Linked DNA regions of Mus musculus: region 1 is linked to region 2. Evidence: chromatin contacts called from public Hi-C data. All regions are on one chromosome and are shown on one strand. The core of a region is the stretch at or near the end of the contact, and the rest is flanking DNA. Distances in the headings are between cores, read along the strand shown. Region 1 has its middle 26 kb from the start of Prl. Region 2 overlaps Gm11351 (predicted gene 11351).

Region 1 (6,699 bases), core at 1,891-4,390, 1.1 Mb before region 2:
TATGTCTACGTCTCTCTCTCTCTCTCTCTCTCTCTCTCTCTCTCTCTCTCTCTCCGTGTATGTGTGTCTGTAGGCATGTGTGTGTATGTATCTATGTGTATATATATGTATATGTATATGTATATGATATATATGTATATGTGTTCCCTTTATGGCTCAACATTTTGAAGTTTTTTATTCTACTATATCTTAGTTGTGAGTCTCTTTTAATCAATATCTTCTATTAAGAGATGGTCATGCCATTATTAAACCATTAGGTAGGTCTTTTCAGGGCGGTCATTACTATACCTTGAAGAGTTTGTAGCTGGATATGATGGATGATAATTTTTCTCCTCTGCTTGTTTGAACAGCACTTTAAGCACTACGAAAAATATCCCATAGGTATTAAGTTTCCAGATCCATCCCAGCCTTATTTTGTCATTTTCTGTGGCACTTGTATACAAGTGTTTTAGAGTAACTCAGAGCAATAGCAATAGCATGTGATGATTTGGGTTCTATAGAAATTTACTGGCCTACAACTCAGAAAAGAAGCTACCTACTCCTGTCACTGGCATGTTTTTATATCTTAGCTTATGGTAGTAAGTGGTGGCTACTAGATTGGTACATTGCTGTAAGTAAGTCTACTTAAATCTTTTTGCATGTGAATTTATATAGGAAGACAATGTCTATAGAAGTAATGTCTCATAAATCTTTTGTAGTCTTTGTTGTATTCCTCCAGTATTAGTTTTCTTGGTGTCTATTCACGTCTTCTTTTGAATTATTTTAATTGTTTGAACATAAGTAAATGAGACTTTTTCTTTTCTTTTCTTTTTTTTTTTGTTTTTTGATTTTTTGGGTTTTTTGTTGTTGTTGTTGTTGTTTGTTTCTTGTTTTGTTTTGTTTTGTTTTTCAAGACAGGGTTTCTCTGTATAGCACAGGCTGTCCTGGAACTTACTTTGTAGACCAGGCTGGCCTGGAACTCAGAAATCTGCCTGCCTCTGCCTGGCAAGTTCTGGGATTCAAGGAGTGCGCCACCATGCCTGGCTAGTAAATGACTTTTTAAAATTTGTTTTCCAATAGTACTTTCAAACAATTGTTTATTTTGTCTCATTATTATGGAACTAGTGATTTGAGGATAAGATCTTTTGTTTTGGAATTTTATTTATTTTTAATATTATTTCTGTTTCTGAACTGGGACTTTTAATTTGGAATTAGATCATTGGTTTATTTTCCTTCTTTTACATATTTACTTTTAAAAGTCTGATGATTTTTTAAATTTATTTTAATGGCAGCATATGCTACCTGTATTTCAGGGATAAGTCCAAGTAGGACTGAGATTTCCTTTTTTTCTATGAGAACAGCATTTGGAGCCAGAGGCTCTACTGTGTCTTTCTCTGTGGGTTGATTATTGTCTTGTCACCTAGCTGTGTGTGTAGTGTGTCCTGTGAGTTATGGACCTTCTCACACATCTTTTTGGGCCCTACCAGAGTAATCTGTTCCCCTCTCCCCTGCTCCAATTCATTAGCTACAGCTGGAGTTTTTGGGAAATTTGCAATGTCTTAAGCAATTTTGGGCCTAAAATGGAGTCACATCTGGCCTCTACCCTCATCTACAGCTTCCTTTGCAGCTACTTCAAGCTGTGTCACAACTCGAAAACCAATAACATTTATGCTGTTTCCAAACTGGCCCACCTCTTGGATTTTCCACTACCATTGCACCTGCTACTGGTTTTAGAAAGGATATTGGTTTGAATTCATGGTATTTCCAGATTAGTCTTTTGAGTCCTGGGCTTATGTTATTTATCACCATACCCACAAAATATTGTTATGTGTATCTTTAAGTTATAGTTACAAAAACTTTGCATAAGCTCTTTTTTGAAGTAGTTCACCATTTTACAGCTGGCAAGTACCTCAGGGCTGACCTAATCTTACTCCTTTTGCTGAGTCTCAAAGTGTGAACCACAGCAGACCCTGGTCATTCTGCATTTTCCAAATTCCTAACATGGTCAGACCACAGTCTCGTCCTTCCAATGACTAATCCACTCCATTGCTCAACCATCGAAACTATTAGAATTTATTATTAAATTCCTTGAAGTTCAGGCTCACCCTGATTTTGAGTTTTTGAAACTCTCCTAACTTTAATAATACTTCAGTGAAAATTTTTCCTGCAGGTCAACCATTTTAAATATTTAACATTTTCATATTCCTTCCTTTAGCTCATGTTCTCTCTTGTGTATACTTGGGTAACTGACTTGTTTTTCATATTTGAGGTTATTGTTTCTTCACATTTTTCAAAGCACTTCTGCATCCATGGATTTTTTTTTCTGAATTCAGTCCTCTCAATAAACTTGTGAGGATGATGTGTTCAAAGTAGGAAATAATGAATCTGGGTAGAAGGTATAGTTATTAGAATTTGAACTGAAGGTCAAACAGAGAGGGCGATGGATATGAGAACATGGACTACTCCAGTAGCCAAAAGCTGTGTGAGCTCATGTTAGCCTCCCTTTTCAGGTGCTCTCGTTTCCTTAAAATCAAAGGCCCTCACTTTTGCTCTCTCTCCTCAATATGAGGTTTCAAAGTCTCCCTGATTTCAGCTTCTAAGCAGACACACAGAATTCTGGGTGATCAAGTGCAGATCATCATTACTAAACATGTAGTTTATTTACACTGAGCTAACACCCTCAGGCCTTACATTGTGTCCCATTAGGTTTCTGTACTCTTTCTCATTGTATTTTCCTTCTTCTACTTCATAGAAATGGGGGGAGCAGGTCTTGAGTGGGGAATGTCTACTTGTTACAATAAGGAAGTGTTGCATGAAGTTATTTCATCAAGCAAAACCTTACTTATTTTTAATTCTGAGAAATGCTAAATTAGATTTAAGAGTAGAGGCATTTTGTTTCATTCAAAATAAAATAAAAATAAATTAGAAATGCAGAAAGCTATGACGAGGCAAGGCTTGGAAACAGATCAAGTGACGGGGGAGCCTGAAGAAGACATTATACTGAGACTTGACTACTGTGAATCTTGTCTCCAGTATGAGGAACAAGGCCAGTGAGGGTTGTGGGGTTAGCAGCCCAAATGCAAACAGGTTCCCTTCTCTTCAATCCTGAAAATACAAACAAACAACTGTGTTTGAAAGTGGAAACCTTACAGAGTTTGGGAAGCATTATGTTCTCAGGAGGGCATCTGGTGCCTTGGAGGTCACATCCTGTTTGCTACCATGGTGCAAAGTTTGTGTTGGTTGCTCACTGCATTTTCCAGATCATTACAGTTCAATCTCTATATTGATATCTGAGTTATTAGCCTTTAAAAGTTTCCATGCATTTTGTAAAACTCAATAGGAATCACAGTAATATGCCTGCTACTTTTTTTTTTCCTGCCTGTTACTTTTTAAGGGCAGTTTTACTGCCTGTTCCATGGATTATTTAGCTCAGTTAGTGAACTCTGAGTTTCCATTCTGCTTAGCTTCCCCTGCTGTGCAATTTGGATTTTGTTTTGACAGTTGGTGACCTTTAACCCCTCTGCATAAAATGTTTAGGCTGAAAAAGGCTGAAAAGAGCTTTCAGATGGGATGGTTCCAACCTCTCTCAAGCAAGAGCAGGCTTCCACAGAGCTCAGCAAACCCATGTATAGAAATAGCTTTCAGCCTCCGTCGGGTGTTCTGGTGGAACAAATCAGATCAAAGACTTGCTTAATATGTTTGAAAAATGCACATCCGCATTGCAGAGCAAAAACATGCTATGGAAATCAATAAGATCATATTCAGGCATCCCTGACTTCAAAGTAAATCTTGTGTGTGTTCTCAATTTCAAAAGAAGATGGAGAAAATGAGAACATAAGCTTTGTGGGCTTAATTTTATTTGCAACTGAGCTGAGCTCTCCTATGTCTCTCTACTGACTCTTGACAGGTCCCTGGGGACAGGAGAGGAAGGGCATCTAGATTATTAATTTGCAGCACCTGGGATAATTTCCTATTCCTAAGTTATTAAATTGGCAAAGTCTCTTCCACGTCACATCTTGGAACAGAATTTATTTGCATGTCAGCAGAGGAGTGACACATTCACAGAAAATATCAAAGGAAAGATGCAGAGCTAATGTGGATTAGTGGCTGTGGCTACACTTAAGTCCCAGAAACTTAGTTTGTGTTGAGAAGTGTGTTACCTTACAATGATTGTTGAGGCTACAGAGTACGGATATCTTTCACTCAGGACATGCACTTTTATTGTAACTTTAAATAATAGCGTCTTTGGGAGGCAGGGTAATGTTCTTTAAACACAGAGAGCAAACATGACTAGAGTTTGGAGTCATGTGTGTGTTTCTGTATGTAGCTATTTGATAGTTAATACCAATACTTACTTCCCACATGCTTAATGCATGTGTTATCCTATTTGCTTCTTGTTTTTTTTTTTTTTTTTTTTTTTTTTCTTCTTCTTTGTGCCTCTTTTATGAGACAGTAAGAGTGCACTATAGTAGTGTGGCCATCATGATGATGATTTAAAGCTCAAAAAGTGAAGGTTAGGGTCTGACTCTTGAAATATGTCACTAGATGCTGCCTTTACCTGCTGGATTTCCTGCTAAAGGTTAGGCAAGGCAATATTGTTCCTTGCATGGCAACAGTTTGTGTTTTCCTCCTCGATGTTGATGAATGTTTATGTTTGCAACCTCTTACCAGACAGTCTTAATAAGTCAAAGTTCTCATGACAGACACAGATAAAGCTGTTTGAACTGTGGGTTATAAATGATTCTCTACAGTCATTTGTTTAGAAACCAGGGAGACTGTGGATTTACCAGATACAATATACTCAGCCATTTGTCTAGAGCACCATGGGCCTGAGTCGCATGCAGTTACATCTTGTTGGAGCATGTTCCATCTTAAACCCCAAATAGGCATCAAAATTTTCATCAACTTACTGTGAGTTTCCTTTCAGACAATTTTTCCAAATGCAGATTGTAAAGTAGGGTGTAACTACCAACAAAATGCGATCCCGTCCCCGGAAAGGCTCCTTCTTATCTTACACTACTGACTATGTGACCATGGGCAGGAGCAGGATGACTTAGACTGCTTTCTTCTCTACTGTTTTTTTTACCTCGTGGGACAGAAAAGGTTGCTTTTAATCATACTGACTGATGCCCAGGACTTTAGGTTAATCTTTGACTCATGCTGGTGTTAATTTGCTGCTGCTGCTGCTGCTGCTACTGTTGTTTAATTCCCACATCTGATCATTATGGTCCTCATACTTTTTTTCCTGGTAGTTTAGACTTTTCTGTTAATTGAACAAATGGTCAAGTGACATAAAAGTACTTTTCAATTTTAACATAAGTGCAATTCTAACTTGTTGAAACTGATGGGTTGTTTTCATTTTTTCTTAATGTGTAATAGCAAATAAACCATATACAGGTGATTATTATCCTTAAATCTGAGGATAAGTTCTGATCAATTGCCAAGGATCAGCCTTGGCTTGAAGAGGGATTTTGAGGAAGGGGTTTCTAGGAGAAGCAAAACATCTGACTAGAAGTTCAATCATGGGTCCAAGCAGCTCAAGCTGCTGCCCTTTTGTTTTGCTGGAGATAACTTTCCAACATGCTTTTTCTCTGTTGTGCTTGCTACCCTACCCTACCCTACCCTTCCCTTCCCTACCCTTCCCTTCCCTTCCCTACCCTTCCCTTCCCTTCCCTTCCCTTCCCTTCCCTTCCCTTCCCTTCCCTTCCCTTCCCTTCCCTTCCCTTCCCTTCCCTTCCCTTCCCTTCCCTTCCCTTCCCTTCCCTTCCCTTCCCTTTCTTCCTCTTACAAGATCATATGAGCTCTCTCTTTTCTTATGAGCTCTCTTTCTCTCTCTCTCTCTCTCTCTCTCTCTCTCTCTGTGTGTGTGTGTGTGTGTGTGTGTTGTGTGTGTGTGTTCTGCTCAAGACAATTCTCCAAGCAGTTTTTTCTTGCTATTCTAAACAATTCTCTGAATATCTCATCTCTAGCAGATCATAAGACCAGTCTTTTATTTTACATATCAATCTCAATCCAGTCATTTACATGTTTCCTTTTTCTTATCCTATGATTCAGCATCCCGTGAACCCAGCCCCTTAACTCTTAGGAGACAGCAAGGATATATTTTCTTCTAACATTGCAAAAGAATTCAGAACTCTGCCTGCCTTAGTTAAGCACACATCCTTAACTGGCTGGGTGGGACCTTGTCCTGAAATTTCCATTTCTGGTGTTCCTGGACCTGGACTCTCTGTGCCCCAGGCTGACCTTGAACTCAATAATCTGTCTGTTTTTGTATCTTTCTGATAAACTGCCTCATAGTGTAGCTACCTCTGCTCCGTTAGAGTCCTGAAGCCCATCACAATTCATATTGCATCCTTATATTTTGCATAGTTGAGAAATTATATCTTTTTGAACTCATGTTCTTTTCTATAGCCTTAAGGGCTGTCCTGAATGTCCCAATGTTTACCATTTTGCTGAGACATCAGCCACACCTTTTGGATTCCTGCAGTCTGATTATCATGGAGTCATTAACATTAACAAGGAGGACATTCCTCAAAGAAGGAATGTACAATATGTACATTACTACTCAAAAGAGCCAGGGCCCAGAACCTTGTCATTCTGTTCCTACCAAGGCCATGATGGACCCAGAAATCAGTAGTTGGTGTTACTTAAAGAAAAACACATATAAAACAGTGCTTATGATTGGGTAACAGAAACACTTCAGTGGATAAAATGCTTGTA
Region 2 (6,062 bases), core at 2,266-4,765:
CTGAAATATGTTAGCTGGACTGAGGAAAGTAGGATCTGATGAAATATATACATCTATTCATAAACATGTTGACTTTGTTATGTGAATGGCCCCTAACTCTAACTAGAACCTGAATTCTAGTCATGAGCACAATACAGACACACAGACATACACATACCCAGACACACACACACACACACACACACACACACACACCAGCCCCACTCTCACTCTCCAGTCCCATGTGGCTTCTGGTTTTAGTCATTTGCTCTGCTCTGCATTCCAGCTTGTCTGTGATGAACCCTTCACCCTGATTGCAGATTTCTCCCAACACACCTACCCACCCATTCCTTTGCTCAGTCCTTTGTCCATTCCTGCCTGGATGCACTGCCTGTCCTGCATTCCTCACACTCATCCTTCTCTGAGAAAGTAGCCCAAGTTACTCCCACCTTCCCATGGGAACTCTCCTAACTTCAGTCTAGACTTATTTTTCTCTTTTCTCTAGAAAATTATGCCACCTTTGCATGTTACCCAAAGTCATAAACTTATGTGTTAGTAGTGAAAGGACATGAACCATGTGTAAGTAACCACACCAGACTAAACAGTTGGAACTCGGGTGCAAGGACGTCAAGAAAATTAATGAAAAAGAACAGGAATGGTCATTTGTGTAAAACCTAATCACCCTTTGTTGACTGCTCGCTAGACTGGCCCAGAGAACTTGCTGTGTACGTGGAACTCCACATGCAATGGCGTAGCTAAGGAAGCACTGATTCATTAGTGAATCTTGAATTGTAGTAACATCCGGTAAAGTACACTCTGTAGGCCCAGCTGTTATATTAATTGAAACAGATCTATCAGATGGGGAAGCTAAGTCTTTATAGGCAACTGAACCAATGCCATGGGTTACAGCCAAGGGTGGAGTACATCGTGGAGTCAGACCTAAGATTTTAGGATGCTTCCTTTCAAAAATCCAGGCCTTAACTCTAAATCATGATTGTATGACTGTCTCAGATGTAAAATATAAGGCAAAAAATAGTTTTTTAAAAAAAATAGTTACCATTCCTATTTTTATTGGAATGTGAAGAATTGATCTTTTTCTTCATTGCAAAGATATTTGCACAATGCCATTTCATCAGAGACACCCTGAGATACTGGCTGAGGGCTTTCTCAACTCCCATCAGCTTTGGTGATAACATTATGACATTTTCCCTTGACAGATGTTTCTTTGTCACAATGTCACAGAGATACCTCTTTCAAGAGTTTTTGTTTCATTCATTTGAAGAATTTCTGTGCCACTCACTAATTTCTGGTGTGATATGTGGAGACTAATTGAAGAAATTGTTGTGTCAAAATTTTAATTAAAGCCAATTAATATAGAATAGTTCATTGTGGATGCATTCAAGGCAACACAATTTTCAATAATCAATGAGCGAAAATCACAAAATCTCTAAGTGAAAACTGAAAAGTACAGGACTCTGCCTCTGGGAGCAATTATAGTAGCAGAATAATTAATTGTAGCGCTTTTGTTTTGTTATGATTTATAATGTCTGAAGCTAGGTAGTAATACAAGCCTTGAGATAGGATGGGACCATTGCAGCCTTTCCTCTTTAGACAATACTACAGGAGAATTGAGGGAGAAAGCTATTTAGAATTGCTGGTGCATGCTGAGCCTAGAAATCCATCTACTTTGTATAATACTTACTTGAATATTTACCTAAGCAAGCAGCTCACATTTTCTGGAATGTACTTCTTACTTCCTGCATTAGAGCGGCCAAATCTTCCCTATGTCCTTTCACATTGCATTACCCATTAAATACTAGAAATTGGCACCTCAATAGTATGCCCCATGATTGTTCGGTAAAACTGGTCCATATTCTCTATATGATAAAGTTATACATATCATTTCAAAGATTGTCCTTCAATTCAATATATGATATTATACCAAATCCCATGCCTTTAAGTTGTCATCTATATTGGTTCCTGTCTGCTGTAGGTAAGTATAATATCATATATTGAATTGATTTCCCATTTGTGTTCTTGAATGAATGATCTAAAAGTCTGGTCTTTGCTTCACAGTGCTACCGCTGAGTTTTCTTTTCTGAGCCCTAGAAGGTCTGGAAGCATCAATGACACAGGATAAGGCAAGTGAGGTACATTTGTTACATGGAAAGGCTAGTTGTAATGTTTCTCAGAGTAGAATGATGCAGAGGCTCGAGGAAGACAGAAGGTGGCCATAGCAACACTCCTGCCCATGCCCTCCTTCTGATCAAAGTTAATGAGTTGTAATCAAGTCAGATAAGTGAGTAGCTAACTAATTTAAAAGGAATAAAAAGAAAAAAAAAGGTTTCACAGTTCTTTCCAAGTAGGAAAATACATCTACTTAAAGCACTGCAATATGTCCAAGAAACTGTCAGCACCGATTATTAGGCCAGCTTCTCAAGACTTGACCCTTTGTCTGGGAGTCCACAGATGACCTTGAGCTCCCTGGAAAGGCAGTATCTATAAATAATGCATTAATCATTTTCACATGTGGGCCAAGTAAAAAATTCATATCTGCCCGTGGCTTTGAGTTGTTCTTTAGGATGCTGCTTAGGTTTTCTCTGTGGCAACCTTTAAGAGATGATTGCAGAATTTGCTGGAAATGGGAGCATAGTGTGGGCCTGTGCATTCCAACAGGAAGCTGGAGCTGTGCTTAGGAGTAGGGAAAGGCCGTGGCTGCAACATTCAATTTAAGAGTGACACATTTGTTTCAGTATATGCATTTTGTGTTTTTACTGCTTTGGTAACAGCATGAATTATCACCAGTAAGAGTGGAGCCTTCTTTTGCAAGTAGACCTCAGATAGGACATTCTAGAGGCCTGAGAACATTTCACGGACACAGAATCTGTCTCTTTCTAGCTCACCAATACAGATTTAAATTTTACACAAACAGTCCAAAGGGGCCTACTCATGTCAGGAGACTTTCGTTTGGTTTATAGTTCTGTTTCCAGTATCTTACTTACTGTTAATGAGCAATACTTAATGCGGCTCTGAGCATGCATCTGACTGTTGAATGTCTAGGAAATCCAGATTAATGTTGTATAAAGCACAGAGTCAATCTGCTAGCAAAGCACGGGATTTGAGAAAAAAAAAACTGGCCTGGCTGGATTCCTCCTGCCTCCTACTCCCTCCAAAATCTCCAAAATACATTTTTATCATCTCATTTAAGCTTAGACCTTGGGCCTCAACAAGCCTCTTTTGGTAATTAAACTATGCCTGAAAAAGAATAACAAACAAAGAAATGAATCAGAGACCTTCCTCTACCACCAAGAAAAACCCACCATGCCTGAAGTTTTCAATATTGTTTAAAATATTTATTTCCTGATCATTTTAATTGTATATCAGCTTTTCTGAATGAGCCTTGTACAAAATAAAGGGATTTTATTTGCATCTTTTATTCTCTATTGCTATGGACAAGAAAAGATTATGCCAGAAGAGAAAGGGGGAGGGGAAGACAAAAAGGGACTCTGAAACTGGGCTATTACTGCCATCTAGTGTGCAGACTGGCTGTCCAGAGGGGATGAGAGTGTCTTTGAGACAATACAATTCGAGTTTGCAGAGGATAGAGTCAGGGATGAGAGCACTTCCTCCAAGAAATACTCTCCAAGCTAGTGTCTTTCACCATGTAATGAACTCTTTTGCCATAGAGCTTTGAGTATATGGCTGAACAATATGAAGCACCCTATTTCTTCCAGCAAAAACTGGAAGAACCCCAGCCAGGTCTAAAGGCATGTTATTTCTGAGAATTTGTGTACTAGCTGCAGATGTTGGTAAGCAGGGGTAATGATTTATGCAGATGCCTGTAACCTTTGAATTGGGTCCAGATAGCCAAGTGTCCTCTGCCTTCTGCAAGGAAGGCCTTCTTTCCAAGAGCAGGGCAGGCAGTTTTGATGACTTCTTAGTCCTTTTCAAGTCTGTGGTTCTAAGTGATGCAAATAGTATTTGCTGCTCATGAGCCTACTTTCTCTGTTGCTGATAGAAATTCCACTAGGCTGAGACTCACTGTGTGAGAGTCTAAACATTAAACCTCTTCACAGGACCAGAGGCAGGGTGGCATCTCACAGGTGTTTCATATATTCCCTCCTTCGTGTGGTGCGATTATACAAAATCCACAGGGATTCTCTCACTTCAAAGTCCCTGCCAGTTCTGGCATGGATTCATTCTGGTACCGGCTAAAGACACTGCAGCTGAAATCAAATCAAGCTCGACTTCTTTAATTCACCTCAGAGCAATGCTATATCCACTGACTGCAATTCTCACTAACCCTAATACCTCACACCTTCCCATCCAGCAGGGGTTTGTTACCTTAAAAGCAAACAACTTCAGTGCTCTGGCTATATTCATAAACGATGGCTTCAAAACTCAAAAGGCAGAGACCTGCTGAGATAATGAAAGCTAATTTAGAGACTCATAAGCACAAAAAAAAAAATCTAAGCTCAGAGGAATTTTAAGTCATTACCTGTGTCAGCATAACCTAGAACTGCTGGCTTTTTTTTTTTTCCCTGTTTTCAATGTAGCCTGTAGCTTCAGGTATCTAGAATGAAAAATTAGCTCTGTCTGTCTCACAAAGGTACCATTATAGGACAAATGTGCCACTTACTATATCCATGGTGGAAAAGAAAGTGATGACATCACAGTAAGAAGGGCAGGAGCTCCAACATTTTAGGGAACCTGTAGATGGAAAAGTATACATGACAGCCAAGGACATGGCTTAGTGGCCAAAGTGCCTACCATAAAAAGCAGGTATGGAAAGCAGAGTTGGATCCTCAAACACACTTGAAAGGCAGGCAGGCAGGATGACACTTAGATTCCCAGCAATCTGGGGGGTTGGAGGGGAGGTGGAGTCAGAGTGCTAGAGACCATCTAGGTAACCAAGCAGCACAATCTGTAAGCTCTGGGCTCAACAAGAGACCCACTCAGTGAATGCAAAGGAGAGTGAGGAAGACGTCAGATATTAACTCTGGAGCCTCCACACAGTTGAATACACCTGTACACCTCTCTTTCTCTCTCTCTCTCTCTCTCTCTCTCTCTCTCTGTGTGTGTGTGTGTGTGTGTGTGTGTGTGTGTATGTGCGTGCGTGCACACATGCATGTGTGCATATGCACACAGAATACACATGAGAAGTCAGGAAGACAAAAAATGTTCATTATTATCTGTAGATTCCTCAGAACATTGTAGCTCTCTGTGTTTGTGAGCAAAATTCAGATGAATTTTCTACTGTTATTTCCATTCTCTGAAAAGTGAAAAAGCAAGAGGGGTTAATGTGTATTTGATAGCATGGGTGAAAACCGAGGATTGGATTTAATGGCTCTGGATCTTACTAATGAGTATGTTATAGAGATTACATTGCTTCACATTTGGTAAGAAAATGGGAGAAAAAAAAACTAATTTAACTGTAAGTCTTAGGTGCACATAAGCCAGAGACCTGCCCATTGTTTAGATTCAGGGCACTGAAACTGGAAATCTGAAGGCAAATCTATTGATTCATCATTAAGCCTGGTTCAGAGGTGAGTAACATTTTCATCTTATTTTCTGTAGGATTAATGTCTGCTTTCCTCATCAAAGACCCTAGGATGGAAAACTGACCCTCACCTCCGAGAAAAATGGTGCCCTTCCTTCTAAGCCACTAAACTCTGGAGCCCTGCCTCCCCAGTCACCTGGCCTCATTTATCCTGCTGCTCTAGATTTGTCCTTCTGTATCCCGCATGAGTAATGCAGCCATTGGAGAACACACAGCCTCCTGGTAAGGCATTCACCCAACTTCTCTAGGATTAATCGCGGGCTAAACTGCTAAATAACATACTGATATATTAACTCCATTAAAATCTAATTCAGTGGCAATAACTTCTAGAAAGCCAACAAAGGGCTTATGAAGAACAAAGTGAAAAAAATCCCCCAAAAGGTAAATCACTGCACTCACTGGAAGTAAATCAGAGTGAAAGACAAGGGTATGAATCAAAAGAGAGCATTGAGTCCCCATCCTGGCCAGCAAGTCTTGTGTTCTTCACCAGGCCTACCCTTGAATCCAGGTAGAGAGAGAATGG

What was found. Hi-C and Micro-C count contacts between places; a contact is called where the count stands out from the background.
Region 1: a contact with region 2 is called in a Hi-C map of cranial neural crest, with 4 times the contacts expected there. The contact joins two enhancer-like sites. A contact is called at or near these places in 2 of 484 Hi-C or Micro-C datasets (cranial neural crest and uterus) and 2 of 115 datasets of contacts at active chromatin or transcription factors (astrocytes and embryonic fibroblasts).

What each region holds. Positions count from the first base shown.
Region 1 is chr13:27,028,487-27,035,185 of GRCm38.p6, reverse strand. No RefSeq gene overlaps it. Among named protein-coding and RNA genes, the nearest start is that of Prl, 26 kb to the left of the region's middle. Within about 2 kb of position 3,140, at least 43 of the 459 cell types and tissues checked have an H3K27ac peak or open chromatin away from gene starts, as enhancers often do.
Region 2 is chr13:25,930,459-25,936,520 of GRCm38.p6, reverse strand. Gm11351 (predicted gene 11351) reads left to right here. Exons shown (of 4, transcript NR_045062.1): 2 at 5,557-5,761. Among named protein-coding and RNA genes, the nearest start is that of Gm11351, 33 kb to the left of the region's middle. Within about 2 kb of position 3,515, at least 52 of the 459 cell types and tissues checked have an H3K27ac peak or open chromatin away from gene starts, as enhancers often do.